Regions from separate parts of the Rattus norvegicus genome. Here region 2 is linked to region 1. A link is a contact called in public Hi-C data. All regions are on one chromosome and are shown on one strand. Each heading gives the region's core, a stretch centred on a gene start, on an enhancer-like site or on the middle of the called end of the contact. The rest is flanking DNA. Distances are from core to core; before and after follow the strand shown. Region 1 holds the start of Tpm1 (tropomyosin 1). Region 2 has its middle 47 kb from the start of Tpm1.

The links. Hi-C and Micro-C count contacts between places; a contact is called where the count stands out from the background.
Region 2: a Hi-C map of the A7r5 cell line shows a contact between it and region 1, with 4 times the contacts expected there. The contact joins the enhancer-like site here to the promoter of Tpm1 in region 1. A contact is called at or near these places in 2 of 12 Hi-C or Micro-C datasets (the A7r5 cell line and mammary epithelial cells).

The regions. Positions count from the first base shown.
Region 1 is chr8:76,540,841-76,546,399 of GRCr8, reverse strand. It overlaps Tpm1 (tropomyosin 1), which reads left to right and starts at 2,985. Exons shown (of 10, transcript NM_001301336.1): 1 at 2,985-3,204; 2 at 4,317-4,442. The coding sequence starts at 3,091.
Region 2 is chr8:76,587,672-76,593,230 of GRCr8, reverse strand. No RefSeq gene overlaps it. Among named protein-coding and RNA genes, the nearest start is that of Tpm1, 47 kb to the right of the region's middle. Within about 2 kb of position 2,935, at least 8 of the 93 cell types and tissues checked have an H3K27ac peak or open chromatin away from gene starts, as enhancers often do. A contact at or near this core is called in the A7r5 cell line, where this site is marked.

The sequences.
Region 1 (5,559 bases), core at 1,736-4,235:
TCGGGGACACATCATGTCACCCCATTGGTGTTGGTAATGTGGTAGTTCTGGAGCTAGGGAGCTAGCTCAGCAAGCACCTGATTTCACCCCCGTATAATGTATGCACTCCTGGCCATCCCAGCACTGGAGAGTTGGATTCCTGGGGATCTTCACCCAGCAAGCCTAGTCTACATGGCAAGTTTGAGACCTTGTCTCAAAACCAACAAAGATGGCATCCTCAGGAGAAACACCCAAGGTTGACCCCTAGCACGTGTGCCCCACCCCCACAAAGTTAGCTCAGTGTAACTCAGTGTAACACTTGAGCTCCATAGGCTCCAGCCTTCAAGGATAGCTGTGTGTGAGAGGGCCAGGGCTAAGAAGAGGTAGAAAGAAATCTATAGTTTCTACCCACACAAGAGCCATGTACTTTGCAACCCCAGGACTCAGGAAGCAGAGGAAGGAGGACAGGAGTTCAAGGACAACCAAAATTCCAAGTTCTTTGCCATCTGGCCTCAGTTGCCTATTCAGTCTGATATCCAGGAAACCCTACTGACCAACCAGTGTTAATGGCTTCTCAATCCCTGTTGTGACTCTCCTCTAAAATCTGTTATAAAACTTCCCAAGGAAGCCTTTTCTGTCTGCTCTGACCTGGTTCTTCCTGTGTTTTCCTTTTTGAGGTCTTACATCGCTGTTCATTCTCAACGTCTGGATGAGAAAGTTGTATGTCATCCAATTTTGAGTTCAGAGTCCAGTACTGCCTGTCATGCATGTAGCAGGTATCCAGTTGTGATATATTTAATGAGCTTATTTAAAATGGATTTAGTGAGTTTTTCAACTATGCCTAGCACATGGAGAAAGTCAGTATCTACACCAGTACCTCATTAATAGAAGAGAATGGAGGCTTTAAGGTTGTACCATGGCCAAGGCTATATAAAAAGAAGTGTCCACATCCTTTTTGGAGCTCAGCTTCTAAATTCCAGGGTCCCTATTCTTCTCCTCTGTTAAACTCCAGGCTGGAGAATCAGCTCCCTATAGCCCACATATCTGAGTACTGCTCATGGCCTGGAAGGGTGTCCATGCCCTGAGCCACTTAGCACGTGGCAAGGAAGGGTTCTGGTGCATTTTCTGTGCCACAAAGCCCCTGTGCATCCTGTTCCATGATGTTCTGGTCATTACCAGAGGGTCTGTTTTCCCTGCTGGGCAGCCAGAAACCTGATAAAATCCTAGAGAGGAATTTGATCATTCTTTTCTTGAAGGACTTAGCAAGTCATTTGGCCTGCCTAATCTACTCAGACACTGTCTGGGGAATATTTGATATCCATGTAGTACAGGCTGTAAATTATTCTGTTGGGACTGGTCACAGGACCCTGACAACCCTGTCTCAGTCATCGGTAAGGTTTGGGGACGACCCCCCCCCTTGCTTCCTGAAGCCTCATTGCAATGGAAAAGATCAGACTTCTCCTCCTTGGAGACTAAACCAAGGATGGCACAAGCTTAAAGAGATGGGGGGGGGGGTGTCCTCCTGCCTTCAGTGCAGACCTGGCTGGCCCCTTTCCCTCTGCAGAGTTCACCCTACGGATTGAACCATTTCCGTAGGCTAATTTGTAGCATGTTTTCAGCACCAGCACCCAAGTGCCTAACAGAGAAAAGAAGGACGCCCACCCCCCACCCCCAATAGATCCGAGCAAGGAAAAAAATGAAAAGCTAGATCTGAAGGGATTTTAGGAATCCACTACCCTCTGAATTTAGATATGAGGAAACTGAACTAACAAGATGGATGGCTCAGCAGGTAACGGAGCTTGCTATCAAGCTCAAAGACCTGTGCAGGATCGAACACCCACATGGTAGAAAGAACTGATTCTTAAAGAGTTGCTCTCTGACCGCCACAGCCCACCACGGCCACGCCCACGCCCCTATAAGTAAACGACTAAAGTAAGGGAAGCTACAGCATGGAAGCTGTTTCTAATCACAGCTACACAATGTAGCTGTTAGCTGCTAATGACTGAAGACCAGACCCCTCCCACTCCCCACGTTAACTGAGTCTAAACTCAACACACACACACACACACACACACACACACACACACACACCTTGGCACACTCCTTCTACCCTTTCCAAAGCACAGCACAGGCACATAACTCAGCAAACCACACACACACACACACACACACACACACACACACACACACACACACACCTTGGCACACTCCTTCTACCCTTTCCAAAGCACAGCACAGGCACATAACTCAGCAAACCGGGCCCTAAGTTCCTAATGTATTTTACTGCCCACCTCCAGCTTGGTGAAACGATTGGAGACTTCCTGTGTGTATCATTATGCCCACCATCACGGGCAGAGAGACAGGGCCTCAGGAATGGCCCCCACACCTTCCTCCACCTCTATTTCTCTGCGTGGGTTGAAATTTCCAGACTGTGAGAGCCCAGGACTATGACTGGTGGGTGGACTCAGAGCTGCTAGAAGGACGCAGCTAGGTACTGAGAACTCCCAGGCCCAGATGCAAGGTGCGGTGGCTGTGACTGGCAGCCCCCGGACCTTACAGTGAGCACCCCAGGACCCGGAGGCCAAGTGAGATGGTGCGCACACACCACCTGCCCTGTTCCCGGGATTCCCTGTGACTCCCGACAGACTCTTCTGGGGACCCTGACCGCCAGGCGACGGCTCTGGGAGGTGGCTAGAGACTCTCGCCCAGTACCGGGCTCCTCTCCAGCGAGGTCCGGGAGCTCTTTCCCAGGCGTGCAGGTTTAGAAATAGGACGGCCTCGCCCGGCCGCGGTCTCGGAGGCTCGGGTCCCCATATATAGTCATATCCACCGTCAACTGGGAGGCCGGCAGGCGGCAGCGAATGGGCGTGAGGCCCCCGCGGGAGGAGCGAGGAGGGGGCATGGGGCGGAGGCAGGAGACTGGGAAAGGGGGAAGGAGGAACAAGCTTTTCCAAAAAAGTATTGGCTGTCCTAAGGAATGCGGTCGCCCCCCTGGGAAAGTACATATCAGGGAGCAGCAGGCAGCTCCGCGCTCGCACTCCGGCTCTGCCACCCTACCGCGCTCGCGTCTCCTCTGGCTCCTCTGCCTAAGGGCCCCTCGCCACCGCCACCATGGACGCCATCAAGAAGAAGATGCAGATGCTGAAGCTCGACAAAGAGAACGCCTTGGATCGAGCAGAGCAGGCGGAGGCTGACAAGAAGGCTGCGGAAGACCGGAGCAAGCAGGTCTGCGTCTACCCCCAACCCCCACTGCCCCAACTCCGCGTCAGTCTCTCAGTCCGGGAACCCGAACTGGCTCCCTTTCCCCATCCTATCCCCAGCACAGGATGTCCAGGGGCGCGCATTTAAAAAAAAAATTAGGAGAAGAAGCTCGAGAGTTAGACTGATTCTAACTTTTCTGTCTCGCCTGAGGACGCTTGTGGCCCTTCTCTGGCTCCCACGGTCCGCGAAGTCCACTGAGCTCCGTAAAGAGGCTCTTGACTCTTAGGATTGGGGATCAGTTTTGAAAGAGGAAGGGAGAAAGGATACAAGTTCCCGGGATGCCTGGAGGGAAGGGCGGGGGAGCGGGGCAAGGATTAAGTCCTAAGGTGTCCGAAGTTCTTTGGACCTTTTGGTTGGGGAGAGAGAGCCCTTAAGATGGGATTGAAAACTTTGAAGCGCACTGAATTATTTCCTAAGAACAAAGATGGGACAGAATGGGAGACACAGACGGAAAGCTAGCCAAACAAGGGCGTGTTTCTTCAATCCCTCAAGTTGGGGACCTGAGCTTGCTGTCTTCGGCCGAGCGTGTGGTCCCGGGGTGGCGTGGGGTGGGGGGTGGGATGCGAGATGAGTCACTGAGTGGTTCCAGCTCTGGGAGAGAGATTACCTAGGGTCCCTTGAGCCCCAAAGCAGCGATCCCTTAGCCCCAGGACCCCAGCCAACCTGGCACCCGTTTGTTGTGTGTCTCACACCCGGTCCATGCCGGCCGCCCGCGCCCGCTCTCCGCTGTCCCAGCTCGAGGAGGACATCTCAGCAAAAGAGAAGCTGCTGCGGGCGTCGGAGGACGAGCGGGACCGGGTGCTGGAGGAGCTGCACAAGGCAGAGGACAGCCTGCTGGCTGCCGACGAGACCGCCGCCAAGGTACCCGGGCGCGCGGTGTGGCACTGCACACGAATGGCTAACTTTCTCTTTCTCTCTCCCTCCCTGTCTTTCCCTCTCTCTCTCTTTCCCGCTGTCCCTGTCCTTTATGGTCTACGCACCCTCAACCCGCACCTTGCGGGATCACGCTGCCTGCTGCACCCCACCCCCTTCCCCCTTCCTTCCCCCCACCCCCGTACTCCACTGCCAACTCCCAGCTGGAAGATGAGCTGGTGTCACTGCAAAAGAAACTCAAGGGCACTGAAGATGAACTGGACAAATACTCCGAGGCTCTCAAAGATGCCCAGGAGAAACTGGAGCTGGCGGAGAAAAAGGCCACAGATGTAAGTGCACGCTCACACTGCCTCCCTCACCCCCTGACCGCGTGGCCGCTCTGGGGGTCACCACAGGGGCTGCAGAGCAAAGGAAGAGGGTGATCCTCCTCCTACAGGACACCTGCACACAGCCTGGCCATAGCCCAGAGCACTGGATGCCGCCTCTGCTGCTGCGCACATTTCATTTATATTCTGTCCTTTCCCCTTTTTCTCCTCTTCTTTACCTCCTCCCCTTTGGTTGGAGGTGGGTGGGTGAGAAGCTGGGGAACACGGCCTCTGAAATGGGGACTGCTGGAAGTGAACTTCGCCTCCTGCTGGTATAAAACCGCTGAAGTGTATGTCATCACCAAGGTCTGTACAAAACAGAATCCCTAGTGTTCTTGTTTGCCACCCTACCCCCAAAACCCCCGGTGGTTTTCGCTGATGGACCTAGTCTGAGTGGGTTCAGAGAGCCTGACCTTTAAATGGACACCCTTTTACTTCCGATGCTAAACTTGAGGGCTACAGTGACACTTTGAGGCTCTTTTTCTCACTAGGCAAGCCTTGAGACCTGCCCAGGGAAGATGATACGCGCTTCGGTCTGCAGTCTGAAGCATTAGATCCAGAAAGTACGCAGGGAGTTATATATAACTCAGTGCTTTATATGGAGTAGGGAGCTGGCTGCCCCCTGCCCGCCCCACCCCCACCTGTCAGCCCTCTGACAACCACCACTTGCGTATTTCCAAGGGGGGGGGGGTGATAGACAGTTCCAGCTCTGCTAAGCACCCTCTCCACTCCAGAGCTAGCCACTTCTGTCTAGAAAGTCAAGCTGAGGGTCAGTTTTCCTGTGCACTGACTCCACACCACTGCATTCCACCGCAGAAGCCAATTAAGCCTAGGGGCCCAATTAGAAAAGAATTCCTTGGGAAGCAGCTAACAATTCCAAGAATGTGTGAGTAGCAGAGACAGCTACACCCAGAGGTTGGACCCCCAGGTTCAACAGCAGTTTGTCATTTTTGGTCAGTTTATTTTTATTTATTTATTTAGTTTTGGATAATGTGTAATGCAGATTACCCAAGGACTTTGAAATCTGCACAGGCCTTTGTATCATGAAAGGCTGGAGATTTATCTAGTGCTCTTGGTAGTA
Region 2 (5,559 bases), core at 1,686-4,185, 47 kb before region 1:
TAGTTGATAGTAGCTAGAACAAATTTAGCAATAAAAGTAAGTAAATATTTGTTATTGAAATAAAATAAAATAAGTCTTAATATAAAACATGGGAAATATTGATAAGGAAATAGCTTATCGATAATAATTGTTATGATTGCTATTCTGACTCTATATGTGCCTTACAACATATCTACAAAATATATTAAGCAAAGTTGGACATATTAGCCAAGTGTGGGTACACCTGCCATTCTAGCCCTCAGGAAGATGAGTTCAAGGTCAACCTGAGCTACAGAGTGAGCCATTGTCTCAAAAAATTGCAAAATTTATTTTTGAAAAGATATTATTGATAACCTACAACTGACTTTTAGTAACTTCTCTTAGCAACTTTAAAACAACAGCAGAAAATAGTGAAGCATATAGGTGAGGGCCACAGTTCAGTATGGAAACTTATAGAAGGTGTTTTAGTTAGGGTTTTACTGCTGTGAACAGACACCATGACCAAGGCAACTCTTATAAGGACAAAATTTAATAGGGGCTGGCTTACAGGTTCAGAGGTTCAGTCCATTATCATCAAGGCAGGAACATGGCAGCGTCCAGGCAGGCATGGTGCAGGATGAGCTGAGAGTTCTACATCTTCACCTGAAGGCTGCTAGGAGAATACTCACTTCCAAACAGCTAGGAGTAGGGTATTAAAGCCCACACCCACAGTGACCCACCTACTCCAACAAGGCCACACCTACTAATAGTACCACTCCATGGGCCAAGCAAATACAAACCACCACAGAAGGTAAGGGTCACAGTTCACCGTGGAGACATATAGAAGGTGAGAGCCACAGTTCACCATGGAGACATATAGAAGGTGAGAGCCACAGTTCACCATGGGGACATATAGAAGGTTAGGGCCACAGTTCACCGTGGAGACATATAGAAGGTGAGAGCCACAGTTCACCATGGAGACATATAGAAGGTGAGAGCCACAGTTCACCATGGAGACATATAGAAGGTGAGAGCCACAGTTCACCATGGAGACATATAGAAGGTTAGGGCCACAGTTCACCATGGGGACATATAGAAGGTTAGGGCCACAGTTCACCATGGGGACATATAGAAGGTGAGAGCCACAGTTCACCATGGGGACATATAGAAGGTTAGGGCCACAGTTCACCGTGGAGACATATAGACGGTGAGGGCCACAGTTCACTATGGAGACTTGCATTGCAGAAATACAAAATAGTTTTTCCTTTTTGTGTATTTTGTTTGCTTGTTTGGAAGAAGTTTCATTGCGACATATTTTGTACATGTGTATTCATACATGTTGACCAAACTGACCCTCTCTCGCCTTTTCTTCCCCTCCTCCTCTCTCCAGCAACCTTTCCTTCCCAAGTCTCTTTCTGTTTTCATGTCTTTGTTTAAAACAATCTGGTTTTCCCATATGACAGACATTGAGACGTTTGCTTTCCTGGCTTATTTTGCTCACCATTATCTCCAGTGTTGGCCACTTTTCTGCATGTGGCATGATTTTATTTTATTTTTTGTTTTGTTCTATTTATTTCTTTGTTCATCTTTCAAGACAGGGTCTCTCTGTGTACTCTTAGCTGTCCTGGAACTCACTCTGTAGACTCAGACTCAGAGGTCTGCCTGCCTCTACCTCTCAAGTGCTGGGATTAAAGGCAAACACCACCACTGCCCGGTTTATGGTTTTTTTTACGCCGGAGTAAAACTCCATTCTATATACATGCTACATTTTTTTACTCATCTGTCTGTGGACACCTAGGCTAATTCCATGACTTCCCTACTGAATAAGCAGCCTTTCAAGTACTCGCTGACAGGAGTTAACCATGTACCCAGAGTCACAAAGGAAATACCAAAGCACACCGAAGAGTCGACAGTATAGGGTGCATATTCTCTGACCTCAGGGGTGTAAAACTAAAACATCTCCACACGAGTCCAGATGTTAAGAAAGCTTGTGGGGCTGGGGATTTAGCTCAGTGGTAGAGCGCTTACCTAGGAAGCGCAAGGCCCTGGGTTCGGTCCCCAGCTCCGAAAAAAAAGAACCAAAAAAAAAAAAAAAAAAAAAAAAAAAAGAAAGCTTGTAAATGCACTTGTAAATAATACGTAAAAGAATTGCCATAAATGACAAACTATAGCTCAAGGATGGTAAAGTGTCCTCTAATTAAATAACAAAGAACAAATACATAAATATACTACCATCCTATAAAAACACCGGGGTACGGGGACATTCTGGAGGAGTGGTTCTGAAACAGAGGTGAATCCTTAAAACTGGGCCAGCGGGAGACGAGTTTGGGGCACGCTAGACAAGACTGTTTCAAATCCCTTCTGTACTTCCACACATTTGCTCTCTGTTGCCTCTGGCTGGAATGCTCCTTCTCCCTTGCACCTGAACCCACTCATCCAATCTGGTTCCTACCTCCTATCCTTTGGCTGGTCTAGATTACTATGCGAGAGGCGTACGTGCGTGCATGTGTGCGTGTGTGCGTCTCCCCAGCACAGAGATTTTTGTGTGCCATCATCCGTTTTTCACTCCGTTTCGGGAAATCAAGCTTAGGTCCTCGTGCTTGTACAGCAAGCACTTTACTAACTGAGCCATCTCCCTGGCTCCCCGACCACTTCTCAATCACAGGCAATTCTTAGTTTAGACATGCCTTGGGTAGCCACAAAACCCAGGGAGAAGAGATGTCTCCTAGTTCAGTCTTTACAGTGGAGCCTAACAGCGTTCAGTCTTTGTGGAGAGAGACCTTTGGGGCCTGCATCCCAATCCCACAGTTTTAATTGACTGGAGCCATGCAGGCAAGCCAGCCTGCTGTGGCTGGAGGGAAGATTCCATCCTGGCTTTCTGGTTCTACAAAAGCTGCCTCTATTTGCGTGCTAGAGAGAGCCAAGAGCCGCATTCCTACAATATATTGCTCACTGCCCCTGAAACCACAGCAAAAAAAAATCAATGTCACCAAGAGGCCACTTTAAATCACAGCCCAAGGCTTCCAATAGGTTCTGTGTTCCTGGAAGTCTGGAAATTTGGAAGCCAGGCCCAAATCCTGCCTAGAAATTGGCATCCACCTGCTTTTAAAAGGAGTAAGATTTCACTCCAGGGAAGACAAAACCTCATTAGGCTATCGTTCATCTTCCTGGGGAGCCGTTTGCCTGGTGTGAACTGAACCTTCAAACACAAACTCCTTCTTGGAGTGCAGAGTAGGGTAGCTGATGTTGCAACATCTCCGGGAATAATTTGAGAGCAATTTTGTTATTATTGCCATCCCCATCATCACTTCCACCTAGCGATTAGGCTGATACCATTAAGTCAGCGTTTTCAAGCAAATTGTTGTGGTGTGAAGGAGTGTGTGTGTTCTGCTTGGGGATTTCAGCTGTCATCGTTTCTAGCCTGTTGCAGGGGTTGATAATTTAACCACAGGTATGCGCTCCAGGCTGAAAGCTGATAAATGAGATGGGGGAGGGGGGCTGCTCCATCCCTCATATGTTTTCCTATTAATAGGGAGGCATCAACATGTCAGCTTAGGGACTAGATGGAAGGCTCAGTGGATAAAGTGCTTGCTGAGTAAGAACCAAGGTTCGGAGCACCAGCACTCACACAAAATGGTGGTGTGGTGGCGCTCATGTCTGTAGCCCTAGTGCTAAGGGGAAGGGACAGGGAGATCCTAGGGACTTGCGGGTCTAGGAGAAATGACGAGTCCCAGGTTCAGTGAGAGAGTCTGTCTCTAAAAATAGAGAGCAATTGGAAGGCATGTGACCTCAGCCTCTGGCCTCTACATATGCCCTCACTGGTGAGAACACCAACACACACGCAAACCCTGAGTTAAGACATTGCCTGTTCCGGGTGGTTCTGTGTACACCCGCAGTTCAAAAGGTCTGTGATCCCAATGTCTCCCCAGCTGGGCATTCATTCAGCCCCCCCAAAAAGATCAAGACGAACATGAAGCAGTGCAAGCAGCACTTGTGATTTGTGTAAACATTCTTCCGTGTACACACACACACACACGCGCGCGCGCGCGCGCACGCACTTTAACAGAACAAAATGGAGGAGTAGTGATCCCATCTGTGGCCCTCTGTGGAGAGTCGCTGCAGACTCACTCACGTGGAGGAAAGGAATCAAACAGACCTTAGTGTATGAATCCCAACTGTGTGGCCTTGCGGGCTACAGACCCACTCTGGATCTGCTCCCTCCTCTACAGAATGGAGGCTAGAGCTCTTCCCCCTAGGGAGGGTGTGAGCAATAAGTAAGGTAAAGTTCACAGAGCAAATCCCAGTTTGCATGCAGAAGGCACTGTAAACTCCGTAAATAGGTGGCTCCTTTGTCAGTATGAGGATTCTATTCTCATTAGCTCATGTCACCCTAAGAGCTGTAGGCAGCCAGAAGGAGGCTCCTCCACCTTGGCTTGTCTCTCTACTCTATCCCCAGGCTCTGGGCAGCAATTTGAGATATGAGCTGGGATATTTTTCTTAGAGGACAATGTGTCCTTGAACTGTCCCATAGCAGAAGCCTGTAAGCTGTGCCAGAAACTTTAAGAGTTCTTTGTATGTGTGTGCATTGAGTGTCACTTTGCTAGGAACTCTCCGTCCATCTTTCCTGCTGCTAGTAGACACCATCCTTTATATGCACATACATGTACACACACACACACACACACACACACACACACACAGAGAGAGAGAGAGAGAGAGAGAGAGAGAGAGAGATTTGTTTTTTGTTTGTTTTTTGAGACTTTGGTTTCAATTCAATAAACTGGGGCGATCACTTCAAATACTTGCTCAGAGAGTGGACATACAGACATAGGTATCATATTAATGGCTTCACCTCCTAGCCCTTATGCTTACATTTTTAAAAACTATTTTTAGATCTATTTTCTTTTATGTGAATGAGTGTTTTACCTGTGTGTATGTATGTCTACCCTGTACATACCTGGTGCTCCCAGAGGTTAAAAGAAAGCACTGGATTCTCTGGAATGGAGTTATAGATGGACATGGTTATGACCCACTATGTGGTGCTGGGAATTAATCCTGGGTCCTCAGTAAGAGCAACAAGCACTCTTAACTGCTGAGGCGTCTCCCCGCCCCCAAGCTTACATTCAAATCATGAAACGAGGGTTTGGAGAGATGATGGCTCAGAGGTTAAAAGCACTGGCTGCTTCCAGAGGACCTGGGTTCAATTCCCAGCACCCACATGGCAGCTCACAAATGTCTGCAGCTCCAGTTTCAGGGGATCTGACAGCTCCACACAGACAAACAAAACAGCAATGCACTTTTAAAAAAAAAAGTGGGGGTTGGGGATTTAGCTCAGTGGTAGAGCGCTTGCCTAGGAAGGGCAAGGCCCTGGGTTCACACAAAGAACCAAAAAAAAAAAAAAAAAGTGAAAAGGAAGAGATAGAAATGATAGAAAAAAAGCCATTCATAGCTCAACTCCCTCAAATCCTTTGCCAACTTAACTATGGGGATTGGAATTTTATTTGTTTTAAGATAAAGATTTCTCTAGCTCAGGCTGCTCTCAAATTTAACACAAAGCCAAATGTATCCTTGAACTCTTAATCTGTCTGTCTTTACCTCCAG